Regions from separate parts of the Gossypium hirsutum genome. Here region 1 is linked to region 2. Evidence: chromatin contacts called from public Hi-C data. All regions are on one chromosome and are shown on one strand. The core of a region is the stretch at or near the end of the contact, and the rest is flanking DNA. Distances in the headings are between cores, read along the strand shown.

Evidence for each region. A called contact is a pair of places that touch in the nucleus more often than the background predicts.
Region 1: a contact with region 2 is called in a Hi-C map of leaf, with 1.8 times the contacts expected there. The contact joins the enhancer-like site here to the promoter of LOC107929570 in region 2. A contact is called at or near these places in 3 of 34 Hi-C or Micro-C datasets (all in leaf).

The regions. Positions count from the first base shown.
Region 1 is chrA12:106,490,889-106,497,077 of Gossypium_hirsutum_v2.1, forward strand. No RefSeq gene overlaps it. Among protein-coding and RNA genes, the nearest start is that of LOC107929567, 11 kb to the right of the region's middle. Within about 2 kb of position 2,258, at least 4 of the 9 cell types and tissues checked have an H3K27ac peak or open chromatin away from gene starts, as enhancers often do. A contact at or near this core is called in leaf, where this site is marked.
Region 2 is chrA12:106,384,440-106,390,196 of Gossypium_hirsutum_v2.1, forward strand. It overlaps LOC107929570 (protein DOWNY MILDEW RESISTANCE 6), which reads right to left and starts at 2,837. Exons shown (of 4, transcript XM_016861037.2): 1 at 2,440-2,837; 2 at 2,101-2,348. The coding sequence starts at 2,637.

The sequences.
Region 1 (6,189 bases), core at 1,008-3,507, 110 kb after region 2:
GTTAATGAGTTGCTTATTGATTTCTTATAAGCTTATTATGATCTGTAGGTGTGGTTGGCCGAATATCGTAAAGGGTTAATACGTAGTTTGTATTTGAATAGTTAGATTAACGTGTTAGTAATCCAATTGTAGGCGGTTCGTGTGTGGATCTCGTCAGTATGTCGTCGCAAACAGGTGTGTAACTAACACCCTATTTCTTAGTCTAGATCGGCAAAAGTCGAAAAGCCGAAATGCCAAAAACCGGTATTTTGTAGATTTGCGAGTGTGCGAATGCTCGTGAGGTAAATCGATTAATGTTTTTGGTAAGCTGCAATGTTTGGACTGCAAAGTGCATGATTTCTGTGCCCTCGATATTTTTGAGCTTAACATGACGTTAAGGTGTGGCAATGGCGGTGTGCATGTCTAAGATTGGATCCGAAGGGAGCTTGGTACTTAAGTAGTCCGATAACTCACCTCCTCTTTTCCGGTTTCCTACCTGGTGCACAGCTTCCATTCACTTTAACCTATAATGAAATTATCTTTTAAAACACTAAGTAGGTTTTTCTGGATCAACAATATAAAATGTTTTGAACGCTTTGATGTGGCATGTCGGATCCGGCCATAACGTCTGGGCCGGGTTTGGGATGCTACATTTTTTATAGGTAAATACTAAAAATAGTTATCCAATTGTGCCGTTCATAGTTATCCAATTGTGCCGTTCATCCTATTTTGTTCATCTAATTATTATTATTTATTTAGTCACTAAATTTTTTGAAATTAAATATTTTAGTCACTCTAAATTTACCGGAGCTTTTTTAAATTAATCTAATAACAAAATTAGCACTTTAATGTTTACGTATTCTATCAATTTGATCATAAATATAAAAAAATTAATAAATTTAACCTCTCAACATTTACAAAATATATTAATTTAATCTTAACTCTGAAAATTTTAACAATATTTAAAAAATAATTTTTATCCATTTATAACCCATTAGTTAACCCGTGTGGGTTATTAAAATAAAAAAAAAGTATTCACTTTTAAGTCAATTGTAAAAAAATTCTAAAAAGTCAAGATAAACCAAAGAAAGAAAAAGATCTAAAAGAAAATAAAAGCATTAAAAACATTATAAGTTCGGGTAGTAATGCAGTCAATTATTCCAAATAAGTTCCAAATCAATTGGTTTGATCTAGTGTGAAGCCTAAATTATACTTTAAAAGGTTAGGATAAAACACAAAGATTTAAGATCCAAAAAATAATAAAGGCATTAAAAACGTTATTTGTCCGGATAGTAATGTAGCCAATTATTCCAAATAATGTCTAAATTAATTTGTTTGATCCAATGTGAAGTCTAAATTATAGTAAAAGAAAGTGTTGCAAGCGACTTGAAAGAAGATATTTTTAAAATTTTTAAAGTTAGGACTAAATTGATAGGTGTTGCAAATGTTGAGGGCCAAATTTATTGATTTTTTAGAATTAGAACTAAAATGACAAATTTTATAAATATCGAGGGCTAAATTTGTTGAATTTTTTATATTTAAGATCAATTTGATAGAATGTATAAACATTAGATGGTTAATTGTGTTACTAGATTAATAGAAAAAGCCCACATAAGTCCAGAGTGACTAAAATATTTAATTTCGAAAAAATTATGACTAAATGAAATGCATTTAATGAAATACAAACTTGAGTGACTATTTTTATATTTTACCATAAGAAATAATTTTCAGCATGTCCACATCATCATTTAGAAGATAATTTAATGGATGAATTAATTTACACGTTTTGAAATGAATAAATATTAATTTATCTATTTTTTTAGTAAAGAGCCAGAAATACAATCTACTCCTTCTCTAATAATTTTATGGAAATCAAATTATATTTTTTTTAACAATTAAACATAAATGATATTTTTTAACTTCACTTATACAATTAAAAAAAAATATCGATCAATAAATGAAACAAATTTTTTGACCATTAATCTTATTATAGGTTCTTATTATCTATTTTTGGTATAATGCCTAGTACTATTTATAGTCCCTTAAATAAAAAGATAATGTGTTTTAACACACTTAAATCCGTATTTTTTATACTGAATTATATATGAAACAATTTTATATATAATGGTATGTGTATATATATAAAAAGAGGAATATGGTACAAGCATATTGATGCTTGAGAGAGATGGGAAGGCAAATTAAAGAGGGTTGGATGCAGACAGCTGGAAGAGGTTGTCCCCACATCACATGCAATTTGCAATAAAAACAAGAAAAGCCAAACACCTCCCTCTATCGAAACGTCATATGAAAAAATATAAAATCTCAACCATAATAGATATGTTATCAACATACCCTCCTAAAATTAAAACTAAAATACTTCTTTTCAATAAAAAAAAACTTTGTTCCCCCCAAAAATATAATAGATGAAAACACACGAATACCTTGAAATTTAATTATTAATAATTTCAAATATTTCAAATATGATTATACATTCACAAATTACATAAAAAAATTATTTTTTAGTGTGTTTTGATACAATGCTTAGAATTATATTTTAGTGTACTAAAACTCACATATTCTTACATTGTTAATAATATTGATGTCAATTGAGCGAACACCCAATCGTCTCCTCTTATATATATATATCTATATATAGAGTTTCATTACAAAAAATAAAATAAAATAATAAAACACGAATTTCCTGAGTTGCAAACAAAGACAAGTTGTACATGTTGATTCAATTTCTGGAATCAAAGGCTTGCAGTACTTTTATTACACATTTACCATCTTTCTATTTTGTCCTTCTCGATATTCAATTTGTCCCTCAAATCAGACAAAAGGGCAGTGGTAGGTGTTTGTTAATGAAGTGGTGGTGGTACCACTGCCACTAAAACTTGTAACCAAAACCCAGTTCCATGGGGGGATCGGATCATGGATGATGATGATCCTTTGAATGAAACAAGTGCAACCACCCTACTCTGTCTTGTCACTTCGCTTCCTGCCCTAACCCAAGCATCCCCGTTTTCCCCCAATCTCTTGTTATGTAGTAATTCCAACCTGACTTTTTTTTTTCTTTTTGCATTCTGTCCTACCCTCATTTAAACCATACACATACACACACTTTAATGTACTGGTTTCTTAATTTGGATTAGCTAATGGGTTTCACATTAGGTGAGTAAAAATGAGTGTAAATCGATTTAATTTAGATTAGCTAATGGGTTTCACACTAGTTTCGACTATACCAGTTGGTGTAAAAAAAATCATAGTAATCATTTTTTTTCTTGTATTGATGAAAATTCTTATAAGCTTCATGAACATAGGTTTATCTATATGTTCTTATGGAACTATCATCGTATTGTGAGTGATAATCTTATTGTTTAAAGTATGAAATGCTCTCCCTTTTTTCTTTGTTTATTTTGAATTTATTGAATGATAAATTTTTATTTAAAAATTATTTCATTTCATATTTATAATTATTATATATATTAAATAATTTTTAAAAAATATATAAGGTTCAAAATTTTATATTAAAAAAAACAATACTAATACGTATGGATTTTAATTAAAAAAATATTTAGTGGTGTGATATTAATTATTTTATAAATTTATAAAAATGAACTAAATCGAAATGTTGAATCCAACACCCTAAGAAAATGAAAAAGTTGACCGTAGAAATACAATGGCAAGTTAAAAGATAAGAAAATAAAGGGTGGCGGGAGACATGTTTCTCCACCAAGGAACAATGGAATAAGGAGGGTATGGTATGGACCTCCCTCCCATTTGGGCATTGGGGTTATATTTGCTTTTGATTCAACATAAATTTCTATAATGCTACCACCGCCAAGGAAACCAAAACCAAATTGCTATAATGCTCTTTCCCTTTTTAAACTCAAAGCTAAGCTATTATTACTTGTATTTTGTTTTTAGTTTTATACTAAAATATAGTAAAGTTGTACCATTTTTAAAAGTAGCAATATAATAAATAAATAAATAAGATTATGGTATTTCAGGATTGGGGGAGCCATGTGAATGGGACATGGGTCTTTAACTCTAATATCCCTTAAAAGGGGACCACATGGGCCTACAAAAGATTTCAACAATCTCTCCATCAGAATATTATCTTTGGGACTTTCTGGTTTTGGTGTTTTATTATTTTATTTCCCCTCTCTCTTTTCTTTTGTACCATGTGGGACTTTTTTCTTTCAATTTTTTAAAATTGTCAAAACTTTTTTTTATTGCTTATTTATTTATTAGGATTACACCCACTTAATAAATCGTTAATAAATTTATATTTTGATCACTCAATTTCAAAATCTTCTTCATAATTTAGTGGTGTTGGTATAATTTACTCATTATTTATTTTTTAAATTTGCATATGCTTTTGTATAAGTGCTTAATTATGAATTTCATTTTTTGTTTTTCAAAATTTATTTTAGTAAATTGATTTTTATTGCTAAGTTGTTAATTTTCATATTAATAATTTAACAGTAGTACTCAGATAGTTGTTCAATTCCATATGGTACAAATTAAAGTAAAAAACGTGTAAGTTTTCAAAAAGGAACAAGTGGAAATTGGGTCAGGCTAGAGGCCCAAAGCCTTTCATAAAGCAACAAAAGAATGCTTGATTGCTTATGCTTTTTTTTTTGCCCTTATTTATGAAATTTTCCAAAAATAAAGCCCATAATAATTAAACATATTTGGATGGGGCTCTGCCATATTATACCCAGACTCATATAGGATCCAAAAGTAGTATAGTACATGTAACATGGCCATGCAGTTAGAAATAGGACCTGAGACACGCCAACTGACTATGAGCCCCATTTCTGAGTAATAAATATGTGGCTACCAAATACCGAAAGACCTCAGTCTAAATACCACACTTTCTTATGTAGAGAAATGCTAATGGCTTGGATGGTAAGTAAAATAATATATGGCGCATTGGCATCTAATCTATAAATCATAGTTGTAACCCTCGATGAGGGGTGTAGTGGCACCTCTAATTAGGTTAAATGATAAGCATGAACAGTGTAAATTAGACATAAAACCTAGGTTTTAGCTTTTACTGCAAACTTAAAGATGCTAAGGAGGCCGTTGAACTAAAAACGCAGCTGGTAGGGAGGTTATATGTGCATTCGGGCTGAATGTATGTCCTGGATATATGCTTTCACCATTTGAGACATAGTATCATATATAGTTAAAAATTAAACACAGCTTTTAAATATGATTACTGTTCTTAATGAAGCATTTATTTACTGTAGTAAAGGCAATTGAAAGTTAACTACGCTACTAAAAGATGCAGCAAATCACAGACAGACTGAATTCTCTTTAGCTTAAATTTCATATGAAATCACTGTTCATGTCAATTTGCAGAGTGTACTATCGTTCCGTAAAGAACATAATAGTTCAACTACAATTATTTAGTATCACTAGTCGAGGAAAATAAGAACATTACTGAGGAACAATCGCGCTTATAGCAAAATTCTTTTTGCCCCCAAGGACTTACTTCGTAGCATCCACGTGCTGTGAAGTTTCAGCATGTTTCAAACTTTCCACAGCAAATATTCGCCTATTCAGAGGCTCATGAAGACTTTTCCCCTTGAGACAAAGAGACAAGTAAAAAAATATAAGCACATACACACACACCAAAGAAAAAAAGAAAGTGCCTATGTTAGAGCTCCTGAAAGGAATGCATGAATTTGATTCTAACCAAACAAACAAGACAAACGTATTCAATTTTGTTAATTATTCTGTTAATTAAAGCATCATTAACCAAGAGCAACTATTACCTCATTGGAATGGTTCTAATATCTAGTCTCGAGCAGGGGCGTAGCCAGGTGGGGGCTGGCATGGGCCCCGGCCCCCCCCCCTAAAATGAAAAATTTCATTTTAGGCCTTGAATTTTTTTAAAAATTTTAAATTAGTAAAGGTAGAATTGCACTTTGCCCCCCTAAAATTATAAAAATTTAATTTAATCCTTTACAAATTATAAAAATATAAACTATAAAAACTTAAAATTTCATCCGGCCCCCTAAAAAAATTTTCTGGCTTTGCCCCTGGTCTCAAGTGGTAGAATCTTTCTATATAAATCAAGCATCCGGTGTTAATTATCTTTCCTAATACTATTCTATCTTTTGCTATATAATATACATCTTATGGCTTCACTCTTGAAGAAACTACATCTATAGCTAGCATACCACGGGTTCCATAAGG
Region 2 (5,757 bases), core at 1,587-4,086:
GAAAAAAAGATGATGATACCAAATATACGTTTGGATGATGGCAGTCTGAAAAGTTGGATTCGAATAAAAAAAAGATGCACTGCATGGAGTATATAAAAAAAAAGTTCATTAGGACTTTTATTCACCCCCACAAAGGCAATTGTCAAATGTCAACTTCATCATCAACATCACCATTATCACCGCCGAGTGTTACCACTAATTAAAAATCTTCTTATCATAAGCCACACCGACTCGGTCTCCACACTTAGTTTCATGGTTCTATTCTCAGGTTTTGTTGCCATCGTCACCGTAGACCGTTTATTGTTCCGCTAATGGAGCTTGACAGTGAAGGGTTAAGAAAGACCTGGTTGAATCACTGTCTGAGCTGATAGATCTAACCAGATAAGGCAATTGGCCCACTCTCCACCCAATTATACGATGAGATCGATAATACTCGGTGTTCATTCGATTTTGGCTTAAGGTAATCATAAATTCCGGCATCAACATCCAGCTCGAGTTGTACACTCTTTTAAGGCTAAATTTGTTATTTTTCACTATCAAAAGAACAACTTTTTCTCTTTATTACGTTTATGTGTTCCCCTATGGAAGAAGATATTTTTATAATATTTTGTCATGAATCTGAAAATAACATTTGCTTTTGGACCAAAAGTATAGATACGTGATCAATTAAGGTAGAATTACCATTAATACCTCTATATTAAGAGTTCGTATTTTTCCCCTCATACTCAAAACACAAATTAATCTTTTCAGTTAATATTTCCACCTATTCCTGTTATTATCTCAGTCATGATATTATTCTTAAAAATAATACCATAATTGAGTTTTTATAATAAAAAAAACCTGAAGATCTACTGGTAAACTGATTTTACTGTGATTTTCCGACAGGTATTTTGGTTGTTCTCCGGACAACAGCCTGAAACTCCATGCAACCAAATCTGAAAATCTGACATCTTTCATCCGTAGTTTTTAAGTCTTTATATCAACAAACGTGAATTACGCGTGCTCTAACTCTTCCAATTTCTGAAGAGGCACCTTATTTAACCTTTTCCGAATACGAAAACTTTTGATATCTAACTAAATAAATATTATTTTGTTCATACAATTTGAATCCAAAATCGGAATATTCCCAGTTACTTTTCTCATAATAAAAGTACATTTTTTTTCTTTTTTCCTTTTTATTTCAGGGAGGGATTTGAATCTTTCTTCATTTCGTCACCTTTACCAACCAATAGAAACGCAACTTTCTTTTTAGCTTAATTAGCGTTAATAAGTTTTGACTTTGTGTAATTGTTGCTTTATTGGTGATGGAATAAGCAACAAATACATACCAAAACTCATCCATCCATGGGAGGCCAATCTAAAACAACCCTTAGATCATCATGTTTATGTAATGTTTATTGCAGTGGCCACAATACACCACCACCTACAAACTCCTAGGAAAACCACGTGACCACATGGCCAAGTGCACACCATGTATAGATTACAAGAAGGGGACCAATAGGGGGAAAATTCAAGAGAGGGGACTTGACTTTTCCTTTGATATGTAGTATGCTTTATGACTTGGTTAATTAGCAAAAGGAAGAACACTAAAATTCCACCTTTAAGGTCACCTTAAAAAGTACTAAAATCTACCAAGAAAATATCTTGAGATATTTTGTAGGGACAAAGGAAAAAAAATTGATATGAGTTATGATCAATCGAATATAAAATCAATTATACGGTACTAAAGTTTCAGAACATTCAGAAGATCTTATTTAAATTTAAAAAATTCAAAAAAATACCTTATCAGTTTTATTTTATCACGTGCTCAAATCAAGTAAGAGAAAAATTAAAAGACTCGTACTGTGATTCCATGCATAATGTCAAAGAGATTATTTAAATGATGTTAGGTTGTTACTCCTTTGAAGAAACATAAATAATGCATTTAATACTCAACTTATAGTTGAATCATATCATTAGAACGTGCATGACAGAAACAATGGAAATGACAAATGGGTCTAATTAGAGCATCGATTTTCAATATTTTATAGCCATTGTTCAAAGAGAAAAAGGGTGAGGCAAAACCAGTATATGCGAGGAAGAAGAAGATGACGGACTTACTTGAAAGGAGGAGGATTTGAAGGCCACTCAGGGACATATTTGTGAAGAGGGTAGCAGTGTAATCTTAGATAATCTCTCCAGTTATGAACCTTCTCTTTATTCACATTAAAACTAGTGGAAAGTCTCATTGTTTTAGAAGGGTCATCGGAGTAAAGCTTCAGTTTCTCCTCTAATGGCAACTCAAAGAAATCATGTGCCACTTGCAACATTTTTTCAACTGTTTCTTTGGAAACTCCGTGATTAATTACCTGGAAAAATGGATAATACGATCGATGATTACAAAAAAACTAAAAAGGGAAAAAGACAGAGGCGATGATATTGAGAAAATTAATTTCATACCTGAAAAAATCCATACTGCATGCAGGCACGACAAATTTGTTGAATAATATGGGTTCTGTCCTCACACCCTAAATCGATAACAGGGACGTCTTCACATTCGGAGACTTCGGATAAACGGGGACGCTCCGATTCCGGTCTGACGTAACTTTCCGGTAAGTTAGAATATCGGATTCCAGAGGAAAGTACCTTTGTATCCATATCCCAAATCGGAATCCCCAAAAGGAAATACAAGAGAAGAGGGGCGACAGTGGAGACGAGGGAGTGTTGAGAGGTAAAGAGCAATATTTACTTACTTATTTCATTCAAGTTCATTGAAATGAATTGAGTACCCCATTTTCAAGCTCAAAATACACTTTTATTTATAGACCGTGGTGCAGGTGGCTCCATTGAAATCCTTCTTATTCTAATCTTTAGAAATACCTGATTTTATTCATTAATATTTAGGGTTTATTAAATAATATTAATATTGGTTAAAGTAATCAATTAAATATTAAAAATAATAAAAATTTTAAATATTTATATGGCCAACGGTTGAATCAGTAATTTAGTGGTAAAGAAATTTGTAAGTCGACATCCAAATTTAGAGTTCACACGTTGTGAAACACATTTTCTTCACGAATGTACCATAAATGAAAATAAAAATTTATGTCCTAATATTACCAAAAAAAATAAAGCAGTATCCAGTTTCAGCCCAACACTTGTCGAATTTTGGTTGCTACGGCTAATTAAACCTTAGGAGTTTAAATTTCTAACCTTAATTTTATTGTTTGATTGATCTTTTAATTTAATTTAAAACTATTATTATTTTACTCCAATTTTTTAAGGCTTTTTTCTTTTTCCCATTGTTTCTATCTATTTGTCAGTTTTTTTCAATTTCATCCGTTTTATACGCCAAAATAACAGCAACCTTTCGTGCTTGCTGTCGATTCTCTATTGATAGCATATTTTTAATAAGTCAGGAAATACAGAATATCCCATCTGTTTTACTTTTTCAATTCTACAAATTCGGTAAAGTTGTTAACGGGTAATTTATAAAAATAGTCATTTTTATTTATTTCATATTATATTTTAATTATTTATTTTTAAAATGTTACGTTTTAGTCACTTAAGTTATCATTTTATTACAAAATGCTCACTCCACTGTTAAGCTTCGTTATCTCCCTAACAGATATCTTACGTGACAATCCAAATTAATTTTATTTAATTAAAAACCTATTTTTATCCCAACAACTAGACATCGAAGATAGCATTTAAAATCTATTTATACTGCCACATAGAGAAGTAACGGAGCTTAACAGTAAAGTGATCACTCTATAACATAAGTGACTATTTTTATTATTTATCCAATTGTTAACACTATTATGTTAAATACATAACTACCAAATGAGTATTTCTTTTATTTTAAATTATCACACTAACAAATTTAACAAAAAATAATACTAGAATCTGAAATTTAAAATAAAAAAATAAAAAAAATTAAATTTATAAACATAAAAATCTAAAATCTATAAATAAAACATGAACTTGTAACATATTTTAACCTTTAAAAAATAAACTTCTCTCGCTACCACCTAAAATAAATCTATCGACCGACAAATAAATAAAAATTGGGTATTTTATTTGTCAAAGAATGATTAATAAATGTGCTAGTTTTTCTTTAAAGTCATAATTATATGGACCGAGTAAAATATAAATATGATGCATTTATATGGGTGGAGGAAAAATAAATATGAGGTCACAAATGGCTAACACCCCCCCCCCTATGCAACTTTTTTCTCTTTTCATCAACTTTCGTACACTGGGGATTAAATTATGAGATGCTTTTTTCCTCTCACCTCTATTCTTATTTTATTCATTAAATTATGAATAAATTTTTATTTCAATCACTTAATTAAAAAAAATTATAATTTAGTCATTATATTAATTGAAATTTTTTATTAATATCATTAGATTGTTAAAATTAATATTATATAATTTTCTCTATTCACACTGCATAAATAAAAAAACTCTTTCCTCATCTTTTTATAGTTTAATTTTTTTTAATGAAACAACTTTAGACGTCAAAAATCTATGAACTAAAATTCAAACAAATTTTTTCTTCGACCTTCGATACTGATCGTCATATCGACTGGGGTCTAAAGTATGTTCTATTCGTTATGGGTAATGATCCACCGTACCGATCGTCAAAATCATCGCTTGAAGCCCGCTGGCAGAACTTTTTTAGAAAAACTTAACAACTCAATAATTTAAATAAAACTTTTGAATAGTTCAGTGACTAAAATGAAAACTTTCAAATATTTCAGTAACCGAATTGTAACTTTTTTTTAGTTGAGTGACCAAAATGAAGATTACCCATAGTTTAGTGACTAATGGTGTAGTTTACTTAACAAATTATTTGAAGAAGAAACCACTTTTTTTTATAAAAAGGGTAAATTATACTAGTAGTCACTCAATTATTGATAAGTTTTTTTATTACCCAACTATGAAAAATTATAAAATGTCACCCAACTATTTGACTTTTTTCTTTTTCGGTCATCAGTCATTTAATTACTAATGGAAAAATAACTTGTCAGCATTTAAAACTATTATATTGGGTTTTTTTAATATTTCCATTTTTAGTAAAAAGAAATTACCAAATTTAGCTGATAATTTTTTTTTAGGTTCTTAAGTAAAAAGGTCACAATGAAAAGCAAAACTGGGAAAAAAGAAGAAGACCAAATTACACAATTTGCAAATGTTGAATGTTATTTTTTTTTAGAATCAAGATAAAATTGACACAATATATAAATCTTAAGTGTTAAAGTTGCTATTATATAAATTTTAAAACTTGTCACATCATATTTCCTTTAGCTATTTAACAGCTGGTAACAAAAAAATACAAAATCAAATAGTTGGATAATAATTTTATTTTATAGTTGGGTGACCAAAAAGAAACTTAACAGTAATTTAGTGACTACTAGTATAGTTTACTCGTATATAAAACGTATAGTACAAGATTAAGTTTAGATTATACCATGGATGACAACATCTGTAGTTATATATATATATAAAGAGATTATATTAATTAATGAATTTAAATTTTAACTTTTTAAGGTTTATAGCACCGATGGTTCACAAACTATATCCTTGATTTAAATTGATCTCAAACTTAAAAAAATATTTGAATTTTTGAAATATCAATATTGTATCAATCTGATTCTTTTTTCTGTTTAGTTGTTGGCTTAATGCATTCAAATATCATGTTAAGCATATCTAAAGTACGTAAATCAAATTCCGAGTACATGTACTTATTGTAAAAATAATTTGGATATGTCATAC